5 separate regions of the Mus musculus genome follow, and all the other regions are linked to region 1. The links are chromatin contacts, called in public HiChIP or PLAC-seq and Micro-C maps. All regions are on one chromosome and are shown on one strand. The core of a region is the stretch at or near the end of the contact, and the rest is flanking DNA. Distances in the headings are between cores, read along the strand shown.

Region 1 (2,849 bases), core at 178-2,677:
GGGGGGGAGCTTTGCGCTGTGCGGTTGTTGGGTCCCCTCCGAAGTAGCAGGGGAGGAAGCCAAGAGGCGGGAGAGCCGTGGAGAGCGGGAACACGGGAGCGGGAAGCCTGGCGGCTGGCTGACACGGAAACTCCAGCCCCTGCCAAGAGGTCTCTATTTTGGCAGTTCAGGTCTCCAAGTCGTAGGTTTACGTGCGAACGGGCGGGCTGGCGGGCGTGTGTGTGTGTGTGTGTGTGTGTGTGTGTGTGTGTGTGTGATCGCGACTGTGAGTGTGCGTGTCTCCAGTGTCTGGCTGTGGAAGCCCTAGGGGCCACTGGTTCAACCTGGTCGGAGTCGCCTGAGTCCGCAGAGCCTCCTGCCCAGCGGCGTTGCGATCGCCGATCGGCACGGGGTGGGGGCGGCGCCGCAGTCACTAACGGCCTCTCCACTGAGGCTAAGCTGGCCGGGGCTGACCGAAAGCGCCTTCCCGCCCGCCGCCGCCACCACCGCCGCCGCCGCCGCTCACTTCTGCTTGTGACCTCTGGAGCTCAGACTCCTCACAGTTCCCAGGCTGAGACACACGCACCCTTCCTGGTCTCCACCACCCTTGATGCCCCACGCGGGCAAACTTTTCGAGCTCTCGCCCCGCGTCCCAAGAAGCGGCGCCATCGACGTACCTGAGGTCCGGCGCTCCTCCGGTCGCCCGGGCGGGTCTGGTGACCCAGGCTCTTCGGATCTCGGTCGGCGGGTGGTCCCCTCGCCGTCTCAGAGCCCGAGACACGGGTCCCCAAGGGCCGCCGGACCGCCTTCTCCTCCCCCCACCTCGAAATCGGGGCCCCGGCCGGCGGCGCCGGGAGCTGGGCGCCGCGGAAAGGAGAAGTGGCGGCTGAGCGCAGCGCCGGGTCCGTCCTCGCGGCCGCCGGGGGCCGCCCGCCCTCCCGCCCGCCCTCCTGCTCTCCTCGGGGCCCGCCTGCCCCCGCCGGCCCGCGCCCGTGACTCACCTCGGCGCCGGGGCAGGCTGGTCCGGGCGGGCGGGCGGCCGGGCGAGGCGCTGGGCTTCTCCCACACGTCCCGCCGCCGCCGCCGCCGCCGCCAATGGCAAAGTTGGAGGGCGAGCGAGATGCGAGCCCCAGGTGAGACGGCGGCGCCCCGGATGAAGAGGAACCAGGGTGCCGGCAGTGCGACGGGAGTCCCGAGGTTCCCGGGAGGCCGCGCCGAGGGAAGGGCGGCGGGGGGCACCCGCTGATGAGGAGGGGGGCGCGAGCCGCTGGAGAGCTGCGCCGAGGCTAGCGAGAGAAAGGGGAAATCGCACTGGAGACACACACAGCACACACGCGCGCACGCACGCACACACACACACACAGACACACTCACACACAGACACACTCACACACGTCCCCGCGGGCGGAGGCTGGGCTGGGCGCGCAGGAGGCAGGGCGAGGAGGGACTGAAGAGCGGGAGGGAGGGACCGACGGGAGGGACCACGGGCTAGCGGGCGGGGTGGAGAAGGGAGGCTGGGAGGAACCAGGCACCGGGGTGGAAACAGCGCCCCTCCACCCCAACCCCGCCACGGTCGCCAGCACGGCAGGGGGAGCCTTGCCAGGGGCCCGCGCAGGCTCTCCTGCCCCGCGAGCCTCGCGGCCCCCCACCTCCGCGGAGAGGTCAGAGAAGGCAGAGCCCCTCCCGAGCTCACGTCGCACGAGCTGCTTCCCTAGCGAGCACCCCCCTCCCACACTCTACTCATAATTGGCGGGGCCCGGGGCCCTCGGCTCTGACTGGGCGCTTCTCGGCGGGAAGTCCCACACAATATCCCGTGGAGCTATCCTGGGGATTCTGGAAGGCGGTACTCCGATGGCTTGCTACCTCGGCTGCCCCCCACCACACCAGCACTCCACAGTACCAAGCATGCACTGTGGCAACCAGGCAGCTTAGCAATGATGGGAAGAGATGGACAGAGGGTACATTTTGCAAACAATGTCCACCCCACCCCCACCCCACCCCACCCCTTGGAGTCTCTGAACAGAGATTTCCTGGATTGGTGTGACCAGAGAGTTGCAGGAAAGTCTGACCGCTTGGGGGGGCCAACACAGCAGGTGTACAGTCAGCCAGAACTGGGGTTCAGGGAGAGAGCCTACACCCCACATTTTCGATATAAAGTCAAGCAATGGCTGTCCTTGAGCTGCCCACTTCAACCCATTTGCACTTTTTCTCCGTATCCACACCAGTCCCCATCTGGTACCACAGCTAAGGTCCTGGGAAGGTGTCTTCTGGAAATTGTCATTTCTCACAGCTCTATGCTGACTAAAGCGAGGGTGGGGAGGGCTGCGGGAGAGGCACGCAGGGGGCGGGGCGTGGTGGGAAAGCAGAGAGACATGACCTTGGCAGAAAGCCGCTGGGGGTGGGGAGCTCCGGGGGAGGAGGGCCCTTTGAGAGATGGCCAAAGGGGCTTCAGGTCAGGATCTACTCAACCACCTCCAAAAGCCTGCTTCATCAGCTTTGGAAAAGATGATCCTGGCTCAGGGCTTGGGTAGTGGGTGGCATCATCAAAAACGGGTGTGGATCACAGGTTAACAGTAAAAGATCTAGAGGCTGCACTAGGGTCCTGGCTCCTGAAACCTCCTTGTTACTCATAGACAGACAAGTCCTGGAAGCAAGGACCAAGAGCAAATTTCCACTTCTTTTTCTTTTACAAGTGAGCACATTCTCTTTAGGAGAGTCTAGATTCTGGAAAAACACAGCTTTCTGTTGGACTCCAGCCTCTGAGGCTCTCCTTTCTAGTTTGGGGCAGGTCTCAGACAGCTTCGAAGCTCACCAAGGCCAAAGTGGGTACAAAAACTAAAACAGTAAGCCTCACATAGTGTTTCAGGTCT
Region 2 (2,849 bases), core at 225-2,724, 460 kb before region 1:
ATGTCAGGTAGGAATGCACCAGAGAGAGACAGACAGAGACAGACAGAGACAGACAGAGAGGGACAGAGAGAGACAGACGCGCGCGCGCACACACACACACACACACACAGAGTAACATGCTTGCCTATATTCCCTGTAATTCCAGCACTTGGGAGGGTGAGTCAGAAGGATTGTAAATTCAAGGCCAGTCTGAACTACATAGTAAGTAAGACTGGTTCCAAAATAAACAAACAAACAAACAAATAAATAAAGCAGCCAGGGTGTCCAACATGGCTTGGCATTATTCACCCCTGCATATCCATTGTAGACACTTGTGCCATGGGGACTCCTGGGGAACCTGCCTACCATGGGAGCTGCCCAGCTTGTCCAGCTGCCCAGTGTGGTTTCAGACAGACTGGAAAGCTTGTTCTCTTCAACTCGGGAGCTTGGCTTTCTGAGGGGCCTTCGGAGGCAGCATAGCAAGCTTACTGTCCGTCGCAAAGCCCAGCCCCAGCCAGACAGGAAGGCACACACTGTAATCCCAGCACTCAGGAGGTGGGGACAAAAGGATCAGGAGTTCAAATTCATCCTCTCCTCTCCCACATATCAATCAAGTTCAAGGCTGGCCTAGGCTACCAGAAATCGGAACTTTAGGAGGGAAAAAAGAATGAGCAAACAAAAACCGGAAGCTCAGCTTTTGTGTGAATGAGTGCAAAGTCTAAAGTGACAAAATCTAAGATGGACACTCTTTGCTGCTCTGAGATGTCTAAAACTCAGGGAAATGGATGATGGGGGGGGCGGGGTCACATCTTTCTCCTGACAAGATATGGATCGTGGATGATTGTGCAGTGTGATATGACAAGTTGCTATAGGGAATGGTCTCAGTACGATGAGGCCACCCTTGTGCTCATGGCCCCTGTACATTCTCCCTTCTGTGGGATCAGTTCATACCTGCTGCTCCCAGAGGATGGCCCTTCAGCCACCCAGGAGCAATGGCCTCTGTTCCATTCCAGGAAAGCCCCAAGCCCTTTGATGCCTCTGGGCTTCTGCACTTGATGTTTCTTGTGCCTGGAAAGTTCTTCCCTCAGGACTTTGCAGGCTGGATCATTTCATCTTTCAGGTTTCCTCATAGTGAGAAGAGTCTCAGGCCATCTCATTGTGATCTGACTGTCTACAATAACATCGCGGTCTCCTCCCTCAGCTTACGTATTTTGTGCTAGCCATATGGGATTATAGATCATCTCTTGAGACACTTATGATCTACAAAGAACAACACAAACAGTAATCTTTATATACTGCTTGCCATGTACTATGCCTTGTTCCAGACACCTTCCTTCTATCAATTCATCTTAGTCTCAGAAGCCTACTTTTTACATATGAGACTACTGAAGCTCAGAGAGGTCAGAGAACTTGCCCGAGGTCACACAGCTGGCTAGTGCGAAGTGAGCTATTATTAGTCACTAACCTGGGGAATTCCCCTGTTTCTGTTGTGGTTATTGTTGAGCCAGGTTGCTTAGGAAGTGCTACATCAACTCCTCCTGCAGTTTAGATCCTGTCTGCTGACAGTTGTGGTAAACAAACAATGGCCCCGATACTGCTGCGTTTTGGCATCCGTTTCGTACGTGATGAAAACTTTTGAACCCCAGCCCTTCTCCACACACATAGATCTCAGCAGGGAAGTCATGTATGCAGGACTTTGTCTCGACTTGAAGCTAGGATCTCATATTCGCCAGCCTAGTGGACTCTATAGAGGCTGCTCCTACACCCCACGCCTCTCCCTGAAGAATAGCCAAGGAATGCTACAGTGTGAAACAGCATTATGCACAGCTCACAAACAGCTGAAGCCATGACCTCACCCACGCAGCAACTCCTTCCTGAGGGCCAGCTGTGGGCCAGGTAAAGTTCTTGGTCCCGAGATTCTAGCCATGAATCCAACAGCCTAGAGTCCTATGCTCCTGTGGTGTGCGTGGTGCAGCAGAGAGGGGCAGAAGACTAAGAAATGCCTCTTGGTGATAAACATCACTGGAGAAAAGTTAAACATGGAAGGAGACTTGGAAGGGGAGCCGTTTTAAATATGGTGGTCAGAAAAGATGTTACCAAGAAAGTGACTTCCTGAACAAAGATGAGAAGGGGTAGGGCAGCCACCAGGAGCCAGGCTCCATACTTTTGTATACACACGGCCTTCTACAGTGGCCTGGCATGGCCTAGGTGGATCTTTTTCCTTTGTGGACTTTTGGATGAGGGCTTGGCATAAGAGGCTGTGCCCAAAGGCAAACTTCACCCCTGAGCTTTAGAAGTCACCAAGCTGAAGGACCCCATTCCCTATATATGGAAGGGACAGGCAGAGAGCTGCAAAGACAAGCACCTTGCTCTCTGCCTGCCTTCTCAGTTTACTAGTCTGTGTATATTCACTGGGAAAACAGCGGTGGCACACATGTCCCCCATGAGCCTCTAAGCTGTAGTCACTTCTTCATTAGGAGCTGTAGCATTTAAAGGGGTATCTGCAATGCTCAGTGTATGTGTGTGCATGTATAAGGGGGTATATATCTCAGACTCTTTCAACGATTATAATAATGTCTTTTGCTTTCAGGACAATGCTAATGAGGTCACTGTCAGGGTATCACCTTGTTTCACTAGTCAGCAGGATACCTTGATTCTAAGCCTGACTCTAGCATCAGAACTAAAACATCAACCTAACCATATACTTGGAGTCTGACCTTTTATGTAAGTACATTTTGCCCTCTGAACAGTACTTATTTTCATTATTACTTACTTACTTATTTCTAAATGGAAAGTCTCCTGTAGTCCAAGGTGACCTTGAACTCACCGTGTAGAAGGATGGCCTTAAACTCCAGATCTTATTTTCTGAG
Region 3 (2,849 bases), core at 230-2,729, 440 kb before region 1:
TTTTTTCTTTTTTGGTCATTGCTAATTTAGTTGAGTTCGAGCTAAGACAAGGTCTTGCTCTGTAGACCCCCTGCCTCAGCTTTCCATGTCCTCGGATTTTAGGTGTGTCCCACCACACCAAATAAGGACAGACCTTTGGTGCAGCTGATGGCCATACACCTTCCTAAGTTTCCATGGTAACTGGGAATCACCATAGCTATCCACGTTCTAACAAGATCATATGCCTTTTACAGCTTGCAGCTGTGCAACATTGTGGAGAGATAATACTTCCCCTGACAAGGCAATGTGTTGCATGTGGATAATGACAGGCGCCTTGGGGGGGGGGGCTGTAAGGGGTCTCTAATGACTTGGATGGATCCACCTGTTTCAGCTCATTGTCACCAGAGAGAGGTCATAGGTCATCATTGCTCACAGAATTCTCTGCTGGAACTCATAAGTAGCACCCCTTGTGAAGAGATGTTCACCCAGGTTGGTGCGCCGGGATTCCCTTTTCCCTGCCTTGAGCTTCCTTTGTCCTTCATTAAATGGAGTCAGTCATGCCTGCCTTGATGGCTTGTTCTGAAGAAGACATGATGGCTAACACAGAAAGCATGTCCTAAACTACTGGCTAGCACGTAACAAGTGTGGAAGCCAATTCTGGAAAGTCTGCCCTAAATGCTTTTGCCTGGCCACACAATAGAAGCTTCTCTCCCCTCCCCCCACACACCTTTTTTTTTTTTTTTAACCAACTCCACAAACAGGTAGAAAACCTAGAAGCCCGAGTAGTCTCTGGGATCAAAGAATCCAAGTTAGAAATGATCCAAAGTTGAGACTTTTCAAATTGTGTTCCACAGAATTGTGGGTGCCTGGGGTGGGAGGACACTGGTAGGAAGAAGAGTGAGACTCAATTGGTGATGCCGAGAGCTTTGATACAATTTATCTGGGCTATGGCTTTGCAAAGAGTTTGAAAAGTCTGGCCCAGCATTCCTGGCTTTGCTCCTGGACTACATGAACCCAAGTAGCCTGAAAACAGCCGCAGTGAGAGGCACTGGGCCCAGAAGGTAGCCAAAGCTCTATTTGCTCCCACGTCTATCGGGCCAAGCCCTGTTCCTGTCCCAGACCTTCTTGTAGACCCAGGCTCTTTTAACCTGGCAGTCTGAGAATCAGTAAGGTAAGCAAAATGAGTCTCGTTTCCTTAGGGAAGGAAACAATTCTGGGCCTTCCCTTCCCTTCCCTCTGGAAAGGAAGAGCAGGGGCACAATCCAAAGCACACTGGGCTAGGGGGCCCACCTTTCAGGGCATTCTTTGCTGAGGGTGAAGGGTAGGGGTCTAATCTGCATTCAGGACAAAGCTGACAGGGTGTTTGAGTGTTGTTGTCATAGAGACTCAGAAAGGTGTTATTAGCATCTTTTCAACTCAGTGGCCCTGTGTGGTCCAGTCCCGTGCAATCTTAGCAGTAGCGCGCTGTCACCCTGGCAACCCATTAGCCTAGTGTTGTTACCATGGAAACTCCAGCGCTGTTGATGGGCCCAAGAACTTCCCTGAGGAGATATGCTCTGGGGGATCTGCCCTTGGCAGTGCCTATTCCTCAGGTCTCCCAACTAACAGTTGCCTGCTACTCAGACACTGGAGGCATTTAGGGCTTTTTTTTTTTTTTCTGGAGTAAGCTCAGATTCTGTGTGACAGAAAAAAATTTGGCCCTTCAAAGTGGCAAGTCTATGCTTTGTTACCATGGAAATGCTGCTTTTAAGGCTCTCAATGCAGGATGCAAAACTAACTCTTGCAGGAAATTGAGGCCAGCCAGAAAGGAGGCTGTGGGCTTGCACTTCACACTCTTGGAGCTCGTTCATTCATTTGGCATTAGTGAGCATCTATTAATACACTCGGTGCTGTGGATGCTCAGGGTTAGAACTAGAGACAAGGCCTGATCATCCACTGTCCTCAACTGAAAAGAAGGTCAAGGTGGATAGAACCATTTTTACTTCCCGCTTCAACCCTATCTGGTTCTCAGTCACTGTATCAGGACCATGGGGTAACAAAGAAGCCTAGGTCCCTTGGGGGAATTCTGTGATAAGAGGAGAGGTATCACTAAACGTCAGCCCCTCCCCCAAAATGACATCAAGATTTCTCTGAGCTCAAAGAAATCCTCAGATTTGCTGTGTGAGGATGAACAAGAGGAATATCTGCTATAACCTCTCCCTTACTTGTATCTTTAGGAAACTTAGATCATTGTGACGTCTGAGTAACTAAAACCTGGGTAGACTTGCCAGAAGAGTCCACTGGCAAAGCAGGCTGCCTTTCGAGGTAATGAACTCCTCATTACTGGAGGTAAGCAAGCAGAGACAAAGCAACTGCTCAGCAAGGATTGTATAGATGGTTCAGTCATAGTCCTGGAGGTAGACTGCAGTCTTTAAATCTTGGCACAGCTTACTAACTGTGTGACTATAGGCAATTTGCTTAAGCACATTGAGCTTTGCTTTTCACGTCCACAAAAATGGAGGTGAGAGTTTCTGCCTAGTGTCGTTGTCTTGGGGATTCAATCAGTATGGTAGAAGGAAAGCACACAGAATAGCACCTAGCACGTCAGTACTCAATAAACACTGGCTTGCCTTGTGACATGATGGTTTGGCTGAAGTTCCCACCAAGTGCCTGTTAGCTCTGCATCCTCCTGTACCATCTGGAGAGAGAGAGAAGGCGTCCCACCAAGGGCAGGGCCCTGTACTGACCCCAAGAGCTTTGAACTCCCCAGGAGCATGCTTGTAGTAGCGGTTTTCTTTTCAGGTTGCTTTTAGTTTCAATCTCTTCACTGAGCCTAAAGACCCAAGGGTACAAGGATCATCTCCACAGGGTAGTAAGGGAAGTGAAGGATG
Region 4 (2,849 bases), core at 187-2,686, 420 kb before region 1:
GGACAGGCAGACCGGGCAGGGGCTGTTGGGACACTGAGGACCCGGGGACTGAAGTAGACAAGGGATTATCTATTGGTGTGGAGAATTTCCAGGTAGGGGGTTAATACAGGTAGAGGTGAAGGGATTCCGTTTCCCAGAGCTGCACCGAGGTTATCAGATCAAGTTCCTGTGTTTCCTGGGTTTTGGTACCGGGAGACTGGGGACCGAAGTTATACCTGAGACAAGAGTGGAAGGGGAAGCCAGAATAAAGAAGAAGCAAGTCTCCGGAGAGATGAACGCTGTGGGGCCAGGTGTCCCACAATGGAGCAGAGAACAAAATCATCCAGGACCTTGGAGTACAGAAGATAAGCCTGGCTCTGTCCAGTCCAGATCTGCCTTAAGGACGCTGCCTCTGCTTACACATAGGCTAAAGGAGCAACAGCTGGGATCCACTAGCCACTGCGGTCGCCCCCGCCCCCGCTCCCGCAGCGTGCTCCTGACTATGCAACAAGTGTCACGTCTACATGTTGGCACATCATCTCCAGTAGCTTGAGCCCCTGGACTGGCCAGCGGCCCCTAAACTCTAAGACCCAGAGACCTTCAACATGGAGTCCTGACCCCACTCAGCTCAGGTCAGCCACCTCCACTGATTCACGAGGTGAGCTGGACATACCGCCATCCTCTCCCCCCACCCCCACTTGGGGTGCAGGGTGCAGGACATAAGGTGTAAGTTTGTGGTCCTAAGTACTTTAAACTACGAGGGGCATGGGGCTGGGGGCTAAGTGGTGATATGCAAGGTAATCATGAAACACCCCCCCCTCCCGCGCGCGCTGTCCTAGGAAGCAAAGCCTACATGGCATGTCGCCCCGTGGCCCCAGATGCCCTGTCAATAGGCCTCCCGGTGTGGCTGGCGCGTGGCTGCTCCTGCAAGGCTCGCACCATGTTTCCCTGGAGGCGGGAAGAGCGCGCGTGGGGCGGAAAGAGAGGACCGCGCAGGCTGCACCTCGGGAGAGCCCCAAGCGAGCAGGAGGGCACGCACTCACCTCCACAAACTGCAGTCAAGGAGAGCCAGAGCAGCAGCAGCGCCTGCACGCAGAGCCTCAGATTCATGCTGCAACTCGGTCCGCGGCAGCCCAGAGGAGCCGGCGAGTGGGCGGAGAGGCAGGGCACCCGGACGCAAAGAAAGGCGCGAGCCGGGGCTGGCGCGTGCGGGCACGGAGCTCGCGTGGCTCCCGGACCGCGGGAGGGTGAGCGCCCCAGCCGCACCGCTGGCTGCCTGCCCCACTCCTGCTCGCTGCCTCTGCTCTTGGTGCAGCCTTCTCTGCCGCCGCGGGGCAGCGCCGCGAAGCTGGCCTTGGTGGCTTCGGGTCGGCGGCAAAAACTCTCTAAGTGGCTGACGCTGCTCTGCCCGCGACTCCCAACTACCCGTTGGTCCAGGCTGTTAGAGAGAATGCTTCCCTGCTCACTTCGGGGTCTGCATTTTGTAGCTTGTGGTTTGGCCGCGAGCCCACTTGGTCATGTGGTCATTAGGAGGCGGGGGGGTTGGGGGGGGGGGGAAGAGAGGCAGGAAGAGGGAGAGGGAGTGAGCCTCCCGCACCGCCCCCCTCCCGGGAAGCATGCTGCAGCCCTATCCAGGGCGCGAGAGAGAACCCAGAGGTGGCCCCACAACAAAGGCCGAGCGGCTGCTCGGACAACCCACAACTGCTCCCCGGACAATGCCTGCCTGGCCGGGGTCCAGAGGGTTTGTAGAGACCTGAAGGATTTCAAACACGTAAACCATTTGAAACAGTGAGGGGCACTCTTAACCCTTTCTCACCTGGGTTTCCTTAACAGCTGTCAGGATACCTGGGCGTTTGCAGAAGGACCCTATTTGGGCTGCCCACAACACCCTCCCTCCATTTCCGAATCTAACTATGTTTTTTTTTCTTTCCTTGACACTGCATTCGCAAGTATGGGTTTGCTCAAGACCTCCCCTACTCCGCCTTTTTCCTCTGCATCTTCAACTGAATTAGAATTGGGGGTGATTGCCTAGGTTGTGCATAAAACTTAGGTAACCACCATTCATATCTCCTGCTGTCCCCTAGCGAGTACCTTCTACCTGGACTGGTGGGCTCGGTGACCAAGCTCTTTATGCATACAGCAAAACCTCAATATCCCACCCAATCTAAAGGCCACCGTTCTGTCCCTGCCCAACCTGAGATGCTACCCCCTGGTTCCTCTTTACTGTGGGGAGGCATTCTGCAGGTTCTACCATGTTCCCCTTCTTGCTGCTTGGAGCTGACCCCAACTTAGTTTTGTCTCGTTGTAGGGAGGATCCTCCCAGCTCCTTCCAAACTCAGCTGGATTTCTTTTACACTCAACTGGGATTCCCTATTATAAGAGGGCCTGGAGTCATTTGCCTTTCTACTCTAGATGCTTAGCTCCTTTTACAGCCTGGGATTCCCCCAAAGAAATGCACCAGATTGGGAACTCTTTAAGACAGGACCCTAACGGTCCCAATCTTCCAGGTCTCTCCAAAGTCCCCAATATCATTCTCTGCACATAGGTGGCACTCAACACATATTAAAAGACTAAATCAAAAGGTGTTCCCACCTTGCAGCAAGCCAGGCAGTTTGCTCCATGTGTACATCCAAATGTACACAAAAGGTACATTGGACAGGGTTTCTCTGTACCGCAGAAGATGTGAAATGGTATGCTATATTAGTATGAAATATCTTTGAAATGTTACAACGTTCCAATACATACATTTATCAGTCTCTCTGCCAAAACTGTCCACAAGAAAGTGACCTTTTATATATATATATATGCAGCTCCAGGCCCAGAACACAGCCTCAGAGCTAACGGGCTTCAGAATATATGATTCTGAATAT
Region 5 (2,849 bases), core at 232-2,731, 350 kb before region 1:
AGACAGAGGTCAAGGAGTATCCTCACTTAGCTTGACTCTGCCTTGTCAGGGGGTCCCAGAAAGACCCCCCTTCCCTCTACAGAAGGCTCTACCTCATCGTTCTTTTCTATTGCTTGATAATTTCATACACACATAAAATGTATTTTGATCAAAGCACCCCTATTCTTTCCACTCCAACTCCTCTACTATCCCATGTACCTTTTTCCCCTCCCAACATACTGCACCTTTTTTTTTTTTAAATACTCTGAGTCCAGTTAGTGGGTGTGGGAATACCCACTGGAGCACGGAAAGCCTCTTAGGAGCACATATCTGAAAACAGACTCTCCCTCTCTTAAAGGCAATCAGTTACCTCAGAGAAGGGTGGGACTTCACGAACCCCCCCCCCCAAATCTCCCGTAGGAATGAATGCTTCATCATTCTTAAATGGATTGTTGAAAGCCACCAACAATTTATTATGGTTACATTAGAAATAAAGTCAAAGCTAGACATGATGGTCAATGCCTGTAACCCTAGTAGCCAGGAGGCTGAGGCAGGAGGATTATAAAATCAAGACTAGACTGGGCTGGTTTTTTTGTTTTGTTTTGTTTTGGTTTGGTTTGTTTTGGTTTGGTTTTTTTGAGACAGGGTTTCTCTTTGTAGTCCTGGCTATCCTGGAACTCACTTTGTAGAGCAGGCTGACCTTGAACTCAGAAATCTGCCTGCCTCTGACTCCCAAATGCTGGGATTAAAGGTGTGTGCCACCACCACATGGCTGGGCTGATCTTTTGCTACAAAACCCCTTATTGAAATGAATCATTGTTACTTGGAAGAATTTCTTTCTGGGCTCACAGGACCCCAGAGGTTCTAGAGAGCCTTTCCTTGGAGCTGTCTTAGAATCAGTGTGGCGTGACACTCCCTGATGGGACAGAGTACAGGGGGTGAGTGCATGTGCCTGCCAGCACACACACACACACACACACACACACACACACACACACACACATGATTTCTGCTTTTCAGCTTTCTGCTTCCCTCCCAGTGAGTTCTGTTCGGGAAGCTATGTCAAGAGTATTTCCAGTTTGCTGTCTTCTCAGACCCCTCAGACTCCTCCTTTGGGGTATTCTAACTTCAGCTGCATCCCCTGGTCCCTGCAGATATTTGGGCCTTCAAAGGCATTCCAGATATCAAGGCCCCTAAGCAGCTTAGGCTTTGCAAAGCCCAGAACATGCAGCTGAATGGCACTGGGGGATCCCCAGGGAAGGTCTGCTGGTATATTTTAGGATGGACTAGTGGGGAAAGTCATGCCACCAATTGTAACTCAGTTACCAGTTGTAAGACAGTAACCCCTCTCCCCAGTTGCAATCAACATTCCTGATCTGGGTGTGGGAGTGGGAGAACACTCATACACTCATTCACTGGCTTTTTTTTTTTTGACACAGGAGGGCTTAGAGGAGGAATAGAAGTAGGAGCAAATATCTATCCCAAAGCAAAAGCAGGGCTGCACCAGTGCCTGATGTGAGCTAATAGGAAACAGCTTGCTGGAGGGTGGGGAACAGAATTCAGAAACTGCTAGGGTAGAGCTGCTGAAGAGGGGGGCTGGGAGAGGCTGGGTGATTGAGACCAGCTGTTGCTCGTCCATCTCAGAGATCTTTGGACTCTGCCCAGGGGCAGGCTCACACCCTACCTACCCTAAGCCACAAGAAACCAGCACAGGTTGCTTGGGCAGCCCGAGGCACACTCTCCACGGTGGCTTCCCAGACTTCCTGAAACAAAAGATTACAGAAGGATCCTCATCTAACATCGAGACACAGCCATCAACCTTATTTGCTTCTGCCCAGGAAAGGCCTGGAAGAAGAGGCCACCAAACAACCCAACCCTCTCTCCAGTCCCTTGATCTACTCGTCGCCTGCATCTGGAGACCCAATGGCCCAAGCCTACTGGCAGTGCTACCCCTGGCTTGTTCTCCTCTGTGGTATGTGCACCCCAGCCACTCCCAGCAGGCAGCTCTGATCTCTCTCTCTCTCTCCAGGCTCAGAAAAGTTTGGAGTAAGGGCTAGGACCCAGGTTATCTTTTTTTCTCTTTGTCACTTTATCTTGCAGAAAAGGCCCCTGGTGGGGCCTTCATGACTTGGATCAAATCTAGTTTGGCCCCTTTCCATGCCCAGACAAAGTGATTGCGTCACTTGTGAGGTTGATGGCTTTTTAAAAATGACTGCACGAAAGGCCTTGCAGAAGGGAGCCAGGTGGAACACACACACAACACAGTCTGTTAGGGATGTAGAACTAGTGAGTACTGGAGGGCTTGCTGCCAGAAAGTTACTAAGAGGAATCCTTGAGGTCCAAGGATGGCGTATTCTTGCTAAACTGACTTAACAGGATTCTTACTGAAGGCTGGCCAAGGTGATGAGGTACTAAGGGGTGGGGAATAAAGACTCTGATCTGATCTTGAAGGTGATCAGATATTGAAGGGTGGAAGTTTTCTCTAAACTGACTTAGCAGAATTCTTGCTAGGACAATAAAGACCTGGCAGGACAGGGCAGGTACAATAGGTCAATGTTGAGGTTTTGTCAAGAAAAGAGATCAAGGGGAGATGTGACATAACCTGTGGCCTGTTTGTTTCCAAATAAGTACCCAGTTCAGCTTCCCATCACTATCCCTGGTCCTAGGAAAATATTTCTCTTTGTCCTCTGACAGCAGGACCTGTTGATTAATTCAGCATCCAGTTATCTCGTTGGTACCACCCTGTACCAAAGAAAACAGAGAGAATGATAGACCCTGGCTGGTATTCAGATGAACGTGGATTGGCTAGGTCTCACTTCCTATGTTGGCATGTTAGCACTGCTATTTTGCTGGAGAGCTGCTCCGCCAGA

Evidence for each region. Hi-C and Micro-C count contacts between places; a contact is called where the count stands out from the background. HiChIP or PLAC-seq counts read pairs in DNA pulled down with a chosen protein or histone mark.
Region 2: a contact with region 1 is called in an H3K27ac HiChIP or PLAC-seq map of trophoblast stem cells, with 4 times the contacts expected there. The contact joins the enhancer-like site here to the promoter of Elf4 in region 1. A contact is called at or near these places in 22 of 39 promoter capture datasets (the 3T3-L1 cell line, 3T3-L1-derived adipocytes, the C10 cell line and 12 more), 2 of 15 datasets of contacts at CTCF or cohesin (the NIH/3T3 cell line and large pre-B cells), 14 of 484 Hi-C or Micro-C datasets (CD4 T cells, cardiomyocytes, cerebellum and 5 more), 13 of 115 datasets of contacts at active chromatin or transcription factors (the NIH/3T3 cell line, bone marrow-derived macrophages, embryonic fibroblasts and 5 more) and 3 of 9 other capture datasets (adipose tissue, embryonic stem cells and liver).
Region 3: a contact with region 1 is called in an H3K4me3 HiChIP or PLAC-seq map of forebrain, with 4 times the contacts expected there. The contact joins the enhancer-like site here to the promoter of Elf4 in region 1. A contact is called at or near these places in 8 of 39 promoter capture datasets (the C10 cell line, the HPC-7 cell line, cranial neural crest and 5 more), 2 of 115 datasets of contacts at active chromatin or transcription factors (forebrain and pro-B cells) and 2 of 9 other capture datasets (embryonic stem cells and liver).
Region 4: a Micro-C map of embryonic stem cells shows a contact between it and region 1, with 2.2 times the contacts expected there. The contact joins the promoter of Apln here to the promoter of Elf4 in region 1. A contact is called at or near these places in 7 of 39 promoter capture datasets (cranial neural crest, embryonic stem cells, hippocampal neurons and 3 more), 2 of 484 Hi-C or Micro-C datasets (both in embryonic stem cells) and 2 of 115 datasets of contacts at active chromatin or transcription factors (embryonic stem cells and large pre-B cells).
Region 5: an H3K4me3 HiChIP or PLAC-seq map of embryonic stem cells shows a contact between it and region 1, with 4 times the contacts expected there. The contact joins the promoter of Xpnpep2 here to the promoter of Elf4 in region 1. A contact is called at or near these places in 7 of 39 promoter capture datasets (the C10 cell line, cranial neural crest, embryonic stem cells and 2 more), 1 of 484 Hi-C or Micro-C datasets (embryonic stem cells), 5 of 115 datasets of contacts at active chromatin or transcription factors (embryonic stem cells, large pre-B cells, memory CD8 T cells and 1 more) and 3 of 9 other capture datasets (adipose tissue, embryonic stem cells and liver).

The regions. Positions count from the first base shown.
Region 1 is chrX:48,452,892-48,455,740 of GRCm38.p6, forward strand. It overlaps Elf4 (E74-like factor 4 (ets domain transcription factor)), which reads right to left and starts at 1,428. Exons shown (of 9, transcript NM_001381876.1): 1 at 981-1,428.
Region 2 is chrX:47,997,122-47,999,970 of GRCm38.p6, forward strand. No RefSeq gene overlaps it. Among named protein-coding and RNA genes, the nearest start is that of Apln, 36 kb to the right of the region's middle. Within about 2 kb of position 1,475, at least 18 of the 459 cell types and tissues checked have an H3K27ac peak or open chromatin away from gene starts, as enhancers often do. A contact at or near this core is called in trophoblast stem cells, where this site is marked.
Region 3 is chrX:48,015,627-48,018,475 of GRCm38.p6, forward strand. No RefSeq gene overlaps it. Among named protein-coding and RNA genes, the nearest start is that of Apln, 18 kb to the right of the region's middle. Within about 2 kb of position 1,480, at least 46 of the 459 cell types and tissues checked have an H3K27ac peak or open chromatin away from gene starts, as enhancers often do. A contact at or near this core is called in forebrain, where this site is marked.
Region 4 is chrX:48,033,417-48,036,265 of GRCm38.p6, forward strand. It overlaps Apln (apelin), which reads right to left and starts at 1,437. Exons shown (of 3, transcript NM_013912.4): 1 at 1,023-1,437. The coding sequence starts at 1,089.
Region 5 is chrX:48,107,244-48,110,092 of GRCm38.p6, forward strand. Xpnpep2 (X-prolyl aminopeptidase (aminopeptidase P) 2, membrane-bound) reads left to right here and starts at 1,482. Exons shown (of 21, transcript NM_133213.2): 1 at 1,482-1,951. The coding sequence starts at 1,903.